2 separate regions of the Oryza sativa genome follow, and region 2 is linked to region 1. Evidence: chromatin contacts called from public HiCAR-type data. All regions are on one chromosome and are shown on one strand. Each heading gives the region's core, a stretch centred on a gene start, on an enhancer-like site or on the middle of the called end of the contact. The rest is flanking DNA. Distances are from core to core; before and after follow the strand shown. Region 1 holds the start of LOC4346498 (D-aminoacyl-tRNA deacylase). Region 2 holds the start of LOC136351828.

Evidence for each region. HiCAR-type assays count read pairs that join an accessible place to other places.
Region 2: a HiCAR-type map of leaf shows a contact between it and region 1, with 2.7 times the contacts expected there. The contact joins the promoter of LOC136351828 here to the promoter of LOC4346498 in region 1. A contact is called at or near these places in 3 of 15 Hi-C or Micro-C datasets (panicle, seedling and an unstated tissue) and 1 of 4 datasets of contacts at active chromatin or transcription factors (leaf).

What each region holds. Positions count from the first base shown.
Region 1 is chr9:7,962,328-7,968,798 of ASM3414082v1, forward strand. It overlaps LOC4346498 (D-aminoacyl-tRNA deacylase), which reads left to right and starts at 4,056. Exons shown (of 10, transcript XR_010735045.1): 1 at 4,056-4,278; 2 at 5,530-5,713; 3 at 6,033-6,175; 4 at 6,253-6,316.
Region 2 is chr9:8,186,794-8,193,264 of ASM3414082v1, forward strand. It overlaps LOC136351828, which reads left to right and starts at 3,957. Exons shown (of 1, transcript XM_066304236.1): 1 at 3,957-6,471. The coding sequence starts at 4,176. The coding sequence ends at 5,582.

The sequences.
Region 1 (6,471 bases), core at 2,806-5,305:
TACAACGACCAACATCACATAGTTCCACACCAAACTGAAGTAGAAAATAAACATAACAACATGTTCTAAAACAAAATAATGAAATATCAAAATTTTATATCTTGGTGCTAGCCCTGCACCTATACGAGCTGAACACCTCCGAAGTGATCTCCTCCAAATTGCAATGCAAATAGTGGGGATTCGATGAAGTACATTGATATCGTTATGAGATCCGTGCAAACAAAAAAAAGTGAAGCGTGTCAAATCCAGAGATCTTTCGAAGCAACGACTCTAGAATCATTATAGGCTCATGCACGTGCCCTTAGTACATACCCTAGCATTCCGTAGGGCAGTTCTTACACTTTCAATGCATACGGTCTACAGAGCTATTGATGAAAAATCCGCGCTCGGTCGATGGTGTCAGATTTGTGGTGGCACAAACTAAGTCGACGAACACAATGGCCTGGAAGATCTGCTTAGGTCCAGTGCAGGTCCAAATCTTGATGAGATGCAGGCATGACAGTCAGTTTGATCCTGCAACTGACAAGATATATAAATTGAAGATCACCAAAGAGCCGATCGGCTGGAACTCATCGGTTGAAACCCTGATGAAACCCTTATTATAATCAAAGACATGTTAGCTTTTATGATTCTAAGTACGACTAGGGATGATGCATCGCAAAGTATGCAAAGAAGCATAAAGTCTAAACAATCAAGCCTTTGACTATTTTTCAGGGTGATCGATACCTTAGTTAATCTAATCTAGTAAGATAATTTAGTCAATACCAGCATAAACCCTAAAACGAATCTCAGCCGATATGATCAAATTAAGATGATAAACTAGATTAACTAAGATATGTGATAAATAGGTAGGAAAAAATGTCAACCGAACCAAAGTGATCCAAGACATCGAAGCGATGCAGCCTTGAACAACACTAATGTAGCCGATACAATTGCCAGGGCCGGAGGAACGTAGGACTTACCCCTTCATCGGAGATCGAAAACCGATGCAGCCCCACGTTAGGTGCCAAGTTCCGCCGTGATAAGTAAAAACCTCGGGAAAGAGGGTGGCAATGTGCCGAGAGTAGTTGCATTGATCTGTGAGATAATTGACAATGACCCCGGGTGTAAATATTTATACCCATGGGTAGATACTAGTCCTTGTTGGATAAGAAAGAAACTTTCCTAAAGATAAAGGAAAACATAAAATCCTTATCGGATACTAAACACACTTTCTTAAATATAAAAGGAAACTAACAGACACTTTCTAATTAATAGATAAACTGTCATGCTGCATCCTCCTTCAACTCAGTCTTTTCTGGATAAAGTTCCTTTAATTGATTAATTTCGTTAACCGAATCTACCAAGAATCCGACTATTGACGACTTGATAATTCCTATCGGCCGATTCCATGACTCTGAAGCCGATACTGACTCTAGGCCTATGATGACTTCGGGGCTTACTAAATTTCACCGTTAACAAGAGCCTAACATACTAGGGAAACCTCTATTCTCTCCAAGTGCAAGTAATCGAGTTGTATCGTTCTCATTGGATGATCTTAAGTACTCATGTTCAAAAACTTCAACAATTGCTTTCACATACCTTCTCAGATTCTCTATAGCGGTACTTTCTGCAAGACCAACATATTCATCCAAAGCATCTGCTGCTATACCATAAGCTGACTGACGGATTGCTGCAGTGATCTCTTGATGACAACTTAACCCAAGTATACTGATTGCATTTATCTTCTGCACAAAATAGTCATCTTGATCCTCTATTGCATTAATTATGCAAAGAAACAGGGGTCTGCTCATTCTATTCCTGCGTAGTCATTACTAATGAGACATACATATCTATGCATATAACAAAGATAAATCAAATAAAATTGGCTCAATACAAACCTGTGCTTGAATAAAACTAGGTCATAGGTAGGATTATCGAAAAAGTAATCTTGGTAAAATTTCAAGTGTCATGTTTCTCTGTTGCGATCAACCACTTCATGTCCCATGACATACCCACCATGTTTTGATGTATTGACAGAGTACCAATAGCTATGCATGATTTGTGCTGCGACCCAAAAAAATCATCGTCATCATCGGACGATGATTCATCCACAAGCCCTTGAAACAAGAGTAAGTATGATTCATCACAGATCAAATTAACTGCCAAACCATTATTCATCACCAACAGAAACTTTCTCCCCTAGCGATATTATCAGATCAAATTAAAAAAAAAGAACGTGATTAATAGGAGAAAATCCTAACATGAGGATCGCCTAGGATATTAACCTTCAAATTGATGTCATGGTCGTGTAGAGGATTAGCTAGCCTTCCGCTTTTCCACATTAGAGGCGAAATCTTCCATCAGTACAACCGTGGTCGGCGAGGGATTCTCTGACGGCAGCAGGAGCCGGCGGCGTTAGGAAGGGCAGTGGCAGGATCAGGAGTGATTTGATCCGTGCATATGTTAAAAAAAAGCAAAACAAAGCGTCGGTAACAATTATGGGCCCATCCAATCCTATATGGTCAACCAACTAATTTTTGGGATTATATTTTTAGGTGGAGATGAAATAGATTTTTAGGTCTAAAATTTTTTAGAATAGTCCCAATCCAAGGAAGTAACTTTTGGGCCTGAATCGGAGATGCTCTAAGGCTGTGTTCCGTACGGAAAACAGAGCGGTTCATTAGCGCGTAATTAATTAAATATTAGCTATTTTTTTCAAAAATGGATTAATTTAATTTTTTTAAGCAACTTTCATATAGAAACATTTTGCAAAAAACGCACCGTTTAGCGGTTTGAAAAGCGTACGTATGGAAGAGGGAGAGGGGTTGGGAAGAGGGGGTGCCGAACACACCATAAGGCTATGGTGCTTCGAATATGAAGCTGCATATTTAGGCCGTCAAAATAATTCTTCAAATTTTCAACTTTTCCATCACATCAAAACTTTTCTACACACACAAACTTCCAACTTTTCTGTTATATTGTTTCAATTTCAACTAAATTTTCAATTGTGGTGTGAACTAAACACAGCCTTAGCTCTACATTGTTTGCTTTTATGCTCTTCCATGCTAACCTGAAAGAGGTCTACAGCGGATTAATTGCAAACTTGCAGTAACATATATGCTACTCACTGGCAGCATTTGCACGGAGCTTTTTTTTTTCAGCATTTGGTCATTTCAAAATTTACGCTGCTATGGTACATTTTGTATGGAGTTGCAAAGTGCGCATCCTGCCAATCAAGACCAAAAACTTTAGGCAGAGAGCCTACGCAAACTAAAAAAATGAATCTAACACATGATGGGTGAGACTAAATTAAACAAATATTATTCCTAGTAAGAGATTATCATAAAAAGTTAAAATCCGGTGTAATATGTAAACCAAAACACTTTTCCCCGCAAAGCAAACAATCAAGCTTTTTCTAGTCGGAAAACCCGTTTTATGAAATATTTGGTAAGTTTACATGGAATATCATAAAAATAGCCCTATCTTGAAAATAAAAAAAATGAATAGAATGAAGAAAGCATTAGGGTGAGTTTGAGAAGAGAGGAAAAGAGAAGATATATAAAACGAGGTGAGCCATTAGCGCATGATTAATTGAGTATAAACTATTTTAAACTTAAAAAATGGATTAATATGATTTTTTAAAGCAACTTTCATATAGAAATTTTTTTGCAAAACACACACTGTTTAATAGTTTGGGAAGTGTGCATACGGAAAACAAAACAAATTATCTCACAATGTTACCCTATTGAATGCAGCCTTAGTGATGTGATGGTTCACAGCCTTAGTGGTGTGATGGTTCACAACTTTACCCACCAGGATTCAAATCGTAGTACCCACGAATATTACGCTTAGGGTATAAGTATGGTGCTGTATGTATAAGTGGTGTGCTACGTGACTACGTCTACTGTCAAAAATAAAAAAAAAGGAAAAATTGTATAGAACTCCATTTTATACATTGAGTTTCAATATTTTCGTTCTTTTCTTTTTCTACGGAGTATAAGGTAAGAAAAGAAGTTGAAATAGGCCCTAGACAAATCACAACTTATCAAGCCCACGGCCCACCGTAGAGGAGCGGCATTCTATCGATTTTTCTCCTGGACAAGAGAAGCAGCAGCCGAGCACGAGCGCGAGCGGTGCTCTGGTGGAGGAGAGGAGAGGGAGGCGTGGTCGGAGTCGGAGTAGGAGGAAGAGGAGATGGTGGTGCTGGTGGTGGCGACGGCGTCGGACCCGGCGTCTATCGGCCCAGCCGCCGCCTTCCTCGCCATGCCCGGCTGGTCTCCCGGCCCGCCCATCCCCGTAAGCAACCCACCGCCCCCCATCTTATCTAGTCCCATCCACCCCAATCTCAAATTCCCCAAGACTTGTAGTGTAGCACGGGGAAGCGCTGCTCCTTAATTAGGGTTTGGGCCATGGCTATGGCTAGTGTTTATGGTTGTGGAGCAGGTATCTTGTTCGATGCGGCAGGCGTTTTCTTTTCTGAAGACTGGAATTGTTCTTCTGTTCTGAGCTTTGCAAGCATATGCGGCCAGGTGCCCAGGTTATAGGATGCGCTTTTGGTGCGGGTTTATGCAATTACAGATACTAGATAGAGATTTGCATGTCCATACTAGTTGCTACGCAGATCGCAGGACGATTCCGGATGTTATAATCTGTTTTTACATCATTGCAAATTAATTCATGAATGGATATTGATAGTATAAAAATATATATTGCCCTTAGCTTTTCAAGCTCCTCTGGACTTTGTCACATAGTTACCGTCCACATGCTGCCACATTAAAATTGACATGACATGATGAGTCACAGCAAAATGGAGAGTGGCGTCTATACTGTTCTTTTTAGTGACAAGGAAAAGGTAAACCATTTGTATGTATGATAATATATAAGAACGTCGATATATTTAAAGATGACACTCGAGCTTTTATCCATGAATAATGCAAGCAGATATCGTGCACTTACAGCTATACGCCTCCATAAAATATTAGGGGGAATCTGTCTCTTACCTTTGAATAATAGAACTTGCTAATTTAAGTGTATGGCAGAAGAAGGTAAGTCACCAATTTGATCAATTAGCCTCATCAGAACAAATGTTTGCGAAAATATATCTGCCTCAATCAACAAATAAATCCAGATTTAGGTGACTATGGAGCTGATAAACCTGTTCCTAAAGACGCATAGCAGAACCATGGAGAATAACAGTGCTATGTTTCTTCTATCATCAGTGATAAATAATGGTATGTCGAAAAAGAGTTGGTCAGAATCCGGTGTCCCTGAACTTTCCAAGGTTTTGTCTGCGTGTAAATTGCTTTTCCCTACTTCAGGCAACATAGAAGGCAATGAGTGATCAGAATGCAGATCATGTACACCAACACATATCTATTATGTTCCAGTGACTCTGTTTGTTTTATTAAGTTTTAGCTTCAAAAATTATTGTTACAATTTTTTTTGTAACATCCATCAGATGTTATGTTTCTGGCATTTTGCAGTTCTTTAATTTGTTAGAATGCCGCGACAATTCCATATAAATCTCTGATGGTATATGTTTTGTAGGAGGGGATGGAGAGCTTTACAAACGGGGACGTTCGACTATTGAAGCATGAACGCAGCATCATTGCGGAGGATGATCTTGACAACCGGTGGCAGGCAGCCACTGGAGAGGCTGTTTCTGAGGTCATATTCCTCAGCAAACACACTGCTGTCTCCAACCGTCCTGCGCTTACTGTCCATCCAATCGGTTGGTTATTTTTAGTCATAAAGTGCTATATGTTTCTTGTTTATCCCTGGCTCTGTTAAATGTTTAATATTTTTCTGTGTTTGAGTTATATTGAATACCTAAATAAGATATGACATAAATGGTGGTTAATAAACCTGAAAAGGTACTGAACTTGTATTTTGTTATTTGTTTGTTTACAAATAATGCATCTGTACTTTTTTGAGTGCAATACATATGCTTATTTGTGTAAATTAATGGTTCATACTTCATAGTACCACATGTATTCAATTATTTTATATTAAACATGGTGTCATTTTTCTTTGGTGTGTCGCACCTTAAGGTGTGCCACATCTAAGAGAAGATGAGACGCCACCTCAAGGAGGGAGACCAGGATGGGCAGCTCTGCCCAATCCTCGAATTGGTCCATGGCTCCGTTTGATGCAAAAGATTGCGGTAGACCAAGGTCTTGTTCCAGAGTTTGAGGTACCTTTTCTGTTGATGATTTTTTTTTTCTTCTGAACTTTCTGCTTTTAAAATTCTAATTCTTATTGCTTGTGAAGATTACACTGGAAGCTACTCACCATGGACCAGTCACCAATACACCAACGATGTTTGTTGAGATAGGTATAGATCTACTTCCATGCTTATATTCTCTGTATTAGCATGTATGGTAGGGTGTTTTGTAAAGCTTCCTACAAACTGGTTTTTGTCATTGCCCTTTACATGTCTTTTATAGTTTCAGAAACATCTGCGCCATTAGCTTACTCAGGTGTTTCATG
Region 2 (6,471 bases), core at 2,707-5,206, 220 kb after region 1:
CGTGGGATCTCCTCTCCAGATCATCCCCCCTTCCCCCCTCCCCTCTTAAGTGGGCAAGGTCCTCCTTTTATATCTCAAGGGGATACCACATGCACCACTTTTCCCTCTCTCTCTTTTTGGGTGGGGGCCCATCCTATCTATAGTAAAACTTGGCTTGCCTTCTCTTGGAAGCTGAAACACTGCCTGTTTTTGAGTGTGGCCACGCGTCCTCGTTCGTCTGACCTCGGGGATCACCCTGTCATCTCTTCATAAATGGGCGGAGATTTGCAACGGCTGCTGCCCGAGTGACCCTTCTGATGGGACGGCCCATACCTACCTCCACTCCGCCGGAAGCAGGTGCAATGTGGGAACACGGTTGTCTTCCGGCGACATAACCAGTGTCAGACCAGTCACAGACCGGTCACCTTTGTCCACCACGTGTCAGTTTAGCAATCTGCATGTTCGCCCTTCTTCATACAACGTCTTGCTTATAATGGTTGGGATAAAGCCTGGCATATATCTGACCAGGACCAACGTGCCATCTCCAGGAGCTAGCACGCTGGCTCCGGCTAGGGACGAGTGCCTAGAGACTCTCATCTTGACGGGACGGGGCGAGGCGTGTGTCAGATCGCCTGTTGCCACCTAACCCGCAATCTGACCGATCTGTGACCGGTCACAGACCGGATAAACGAGCGTGCCATACTGCGCTACATGTGGCGTAACGCGCTCGTCCAAACCGCAATAAATGCGGTTAGGTGAGCCCCGCTATGCTCACCTACCCCATATACGCGGCGCAAAACCCACAAGGGGTCGGGGCGCCTCGGCCCTCGGGGCCGAGACGGGAGCGGTCCGACCTCTCGGGGAGACAAAGAGAAGGGCGGCCGTATCACCCTCGGGCCCGACCCCCCCCCCCCCCGAGGGGGTTAGGCCACGTGGGTGATCGTGTCTGCCTCAAGTCTCTAAGTCATGATACTCCCGGTCCTATGTCACCGACATATATATATATATATATAAGCGCTAAACCGCACCCAGGATGCGTAATAGCTAAAATGCTCCCCTCACAACCTACCCCCACCCCCCTACCCCCCCACCCCACTCCACCCTACCCCCACCCGTCTCCACCCTCGGTAACCCCCGCCCCCACGTTTCCCTTTTTTTTTTCCCACAGTCGGTAACCTCCGTCTAGGGATGAAAACGGATCGAATACGGTAGGAAACTAGCTCTATCATATTCGTTTTCATATTTTTTTCTTGGAATCGAAATCGGAATTGGAAACCCGGATACGAAAACGGAATCGAATATTATCGAATACAGATACGGAGCGAATACGAATCGAAACGAATACGGTAACGAATAATTATCAAAATATCAAGACCCCTCAAAATAAGCTTCTTAAAACGAGGAAGATATGTAGCCATTAGTTTTCAAAAACAAAACATCAATATTTTCAAATTTTATCTCTATTTATAAGGGCAAGGGGGAGATAGAAAATGCTATGTTTACTTTCCATACAAATTTATGTTATCATGAAACAAATAAATTAATGTGTATCACTTAAATTTTCGTAGGCACATTGAAATTTTTGAAAATTGGTTGAATATTTTAAATTTTAGGTTGAACATTTCAATTGAAAGTTTTTAAACATTTGAGTGGTTATTTTTCATAATTGAATTTTTTCATTTGTTTGTGTGTGGACCATTTAAGGACCCGCATGAAAAAAAAATCAATTTTTCCATATGGGTGACTTAAGAAGCCGTATGCAAAAATAAAATTTGGTAATTTGAAACTAATTTATCTCACTCATATGAACTCCAAATTGGATGATTCTTTTTCCTAAATGTTTCTAAAATCATGCTCTATTGTTATTGTGTTCTTGCTGCTATTATTTTAGCCATTTTTTATTGTGACTTTGTTTTATCAATTAAAAATTTGAATTTCAAAACTTCAAATAATATTTTGAAGATGTAATTAATTTTAGCTGAAAAAGTCATGAACATGAAAGTTGTAGAGCTCATCAAGACATACAACTTTTATTTTGGTCATTTCTTCATCCGATAAATTGATAATAATATTGTTCACAAAGTTTACATATCTCTCTTATAGTTTATAGAACCAAATGAGATAGATGCAAATTTTGTGAATAATGTTACTATCACTTTGTCGGATGAAGAAATGACCAAAATAAAAAGTTATAGATCTTGATGAATTATATAACTTTGTTGTTGATGACTTTTTCAGTTGAAATCATTTAGTATTTCAAAATATTGTTTGAAGTTGTCATATTTTGAAATTCAAATTCAAACGGTTCAAACAAAGTCATATAGAAAAATAACCAAAATAAAAGTTGTAGATGTTGATGTGTTATACAACTTTGTTGTTGACAATTTTTTTATTTGAAATCATTTACTACCCGGAAAGTTATTTGAATTTCTTATATTTTTAAATTCAAATTTTATATAGTTTAATCAAACTCGGATGGAGAAATGACCAAAATAAAATTGATAGATCTCAATAAGTTATACAACTTTGTTTTTAACAACTTTTTCGTATGAGTTGATTTAGTGCCTTTAAATTCGTTTTAAAGAGCCACATATAAAATAAAAATTGATTTTTACATTTAAAAAAAATCCACCATTTTTTTTCACCCCCAACCTTATCCTCTTGATTCTTCCTCTCCTCTCTCTCTCACACACACTTTCTACTCTCTCTCTCTCTCACTTCCTCTCATCCACAGGAACAGGGCGGCTGTGGCGGCCGGCCAAGAGCGGCGCGAGGCGGGGCAGGCGGCGACCGGCCGAGAGCGGCGCGCGAGCTCACGAGGCGGGGCAGGCGGCGGCGGGCGGCGGCGGCAGGAGCCGCGGCGGGCTCCCGGGGCCGGCAGCGGCGGGCGGGCGGGCTCGAGCGGTGGCTCGCGCCGTGGCGGCGTCGGCGGGCTCCCACGGCCGGCAAGCTCGCGCGGCGGGCGGCGGCGGCAGCAGCAGGCGGGCATTTTAGTTATTACGCACCCCACGTACGGTATAGTATGTGTGTGTGTATATATATACACACACACACATACTATACCGCACGTGGGGTGCGTAATAACTAAATATATATACACACACACATACTATACCGCACGTGGGGTGCGTAATAACTAAAATGCTCCCCCACAACCTACCCCCCCACCCCCTCCCCCACCCCACCCCCCAGCCAGCCACCCGCACCTTCCCACGGCACCTCTCTCTGCGCCCCCTTCTACCAGTAAATTGTTTACTACTCGACATCAGCGTCTCTCTACACATATATACATATATATATACATATATACATATATACATATATATATATATATATATATATATATATGTATATATATATATATGTATATATATATATATATATATATATGTATCTATATATGTATATATATATACATACACACACACCTTGTGTTGCTCTCACGTGCCGTAACCAACCCCATCACCATCCCATTTTTTCGGATCTGAGAAACAGAGAGGCAGTTGCAGCCACGGGCGACGGCAGCGGCGGTCGACAGGGGCGATAGGCGACGGCGGTTTAGGCAACTACGAACGGCGCTGCAGCGGGCGACGGGCTCAGCGGCGGGCCACGGGGTGGCTACGGGCGATGGGATGGCTGCGGGCGACAGGGTGGCGGATGATGGGGCCACGGCAGGCGACGGCGCGGCCAAATCCAGCAGCCCTGTGCCTCCCTCCACCGCGCCACCCCTTCGACCCCGAGCCTGGACACAGTTGGAGCTGTGCAAGCGATGGCAGATACAGGTGCGGAGGCGCCGCCGGGTTCTCTTTTCCGCCAGCTGCCTCCATTGACCTTGTTGTCATGTTCTTATGTTGTCGTGGTGTGTTACAGTACTCTTGGGTGTATTGAGTCTTTGGGCCACTTCATCATGTTGGGCTGAACCCGTGAGAGCCCATGTGTCGGTGTATAAATACAGACCTGACCAATTGAGTCAAGGCATCGATGAGAAGAAATATAAAACTAATCCTACCTACCTTGTCTTCCTCCTCTGTTCTTCCTCTCAAATCCCCAAAATCTCTCAAACTCAGAAGCTTGCAACCACGTACTAGGCGAGACGCCGGTGCCGAATTGCGAGTTCGTGACATTTTTGGTATCAGAGCCGCCGATCCGCGGGCGTGCTGGTGAGGAAGAAGACGAATCCAACTCTGACGGAGCGGATGGAGGTGGCGGAGGGAGAAATCGGTTTCCTGACGACGAGGGTGACCGAGCTCACCAGCAGCATCAACTCCATCCTCGGATCACTTCAAGGCATGGAGAAGTGGATCCCCACGGTGGATTTGGGCATGAAGGATCTACGTCAAGCTGTGGATCAAGTCAACGCGCGGGTCGCTCAACTTGAGACCCGTGCACAAGCGACGCCAGCAATGGCGAAGCAAACGCCCGTAGGGCCCGGCGACGACGAGAACTACCAGGGTGATGCTACCGGGGCAAGCTTTGCCCAGGAGCGAACCCTGGTCAAGGGTAAACACAAGTTCCATCACTCACCTGTGCAGTTTGATTTGAGGGAAAATTCTGAGAGAGAAAACTGTGGATCTCAAAGCTCTGGGAAATTTGGGGGGTCTAGATTGCCTAAGACTGATTTCCCTAAGTTTGATGGAGAGAATCCTAAGCTCTGGAAAACTAATTGTGAAAAATACTTCAGCATGTATCATGTTCCTTATGAAACATGGGCTTCCTTTGCCACCTTGCATTTCACTGGCACTGCAGCACTTCGGCTCCAAACCTATGAGGAGTTGCATTGCATAGAGAGTTGGCCTGAACTAGTGGTAGAAGTTCATAGCAAGTTTGGTAGAGATAAATACGAGCAACATTTGGAAGAACAAGAAGGTTTTAAGCAATTAGGGGGAGTGGAGGAATACCATTCCAAATTTGAAGAGATCATGAATAAAGTCTTAGTTTATAATAAGGCTTTTGATGAAACCTTTTTTGTTACTAAATTTGTTGGTGGGTTGAAAAGTGAGATTAAAGCAGCTATTAAGCTGCACAAGCCTAGAACTGTTGATGCTGCTCTATCACTTGCTAAAACGCAGGAGGACTTGCTGGGAGAAATCACAGTGAAGACTGTTGGCAGAACTACATACAAAGAGCAGTACAAGCCTGCTGTCAAGACCCCATTCCTTGGTAAAGGAATTCTGGGCCCTAGCCCTGATGAGAACAAGAAGGTGGAGGAAAAGCCCAAGTGGGAAGAGAGATTTGATTCACTAAAAGCAGCTAGAAGGGCTCGAGGAGAGTGTTTCAAGTGCGGGGAAAAGTATGGCCCTGGACACAAGTGCCCAAAATCGGTGCAGCTGCATGTTCTGGAAGAATTGCTAGAGGTGTTCCTGGCGCAAGAAGAGGACAGTAACAAGGCTGATGATGTGGAAGGAACAAGTGATGAGGAACTGGTACTCTCTGAATGTGCAGTCTCTGGTACAGTTGGGAAAAGGACCATTAGACTGCGGGCTTGTTACAGAATCAAGAGATACTTGTCCTGGTTGATTCTGGTAGTTCCAGCAATTTCTTGTCAGAGCAATTGGTGTCAAGGTTGCAGTTGTCTACCCAGGAGTGTGTGCCATCACAAGTAACCATAGCTGATGGGGGTAAAATGCTCTGCAATCAAGTGGTGAATGGTTTGGAGTGGTGGTGTCAGGGAAAAACTTTCAAAACTGATCTGAAGGTGCTTCCACTGGGTGGTTATGACATGATCCTTGGTATGGAGTGGTTGGAGGAATTCAGTCCCATGTGGGTGGATTGGAAGAGAAAGAAAATGAGATTCACTTATGAAGAAAAGAGAATCACTCTAGTTGGGGTCAAGGAACAATTGTTTACCAATGTAAGCCTGTGACAGCAAGGCAACTCAAAGGGATGGCAAAGGCTGGAGCAATCTCTCAGTTGGTGCAGTTGTGTGCACTAGAGGAGAAAGGGTTGGAGCAAGGACTTTCCCTAGAGGTTCAGGAAGTTCTGAACAGGTTCCAGGACAGGTTTCAGGAACCTAGAACTTTGCCACCCCATAGACAGTTTGACCATGGAATTCCACTCATGCCAGGCACAAAACTAGTCAACCTGAAACCTTATAGGTACTCCCCTGGACAGAAGGATGAGATAGAGAGACAAGTGTCTCAGATGCTGAAACAAGGGATCATTAAACCCAGTACTAGTCCTTTTGCCTCCCCTGTGTTGTTGGTCAGGAAGAAGGATGGGACATGGAGGTTTTGTGTGGATTACAGGGGCCTGAATGAGGTGACTGTAAAGAACAAATTCCCAATGCCTGTAGTTGATGAGCTGCTGGATGAGTTGGCTGGGGCACAGTGGTTCACAAAACTTGACCTCAGGTCAGGTTACCACCAAATCAGGCTGTTGGAGGAGGATGAATATAAGACTGCATTTAGAACCCACCATGGGCTATATGAGTTTAGAGTTATGCCTTTTGGGCTCACAAACGCCCCTGCAACTTTCCAGGGATTAATGAACACG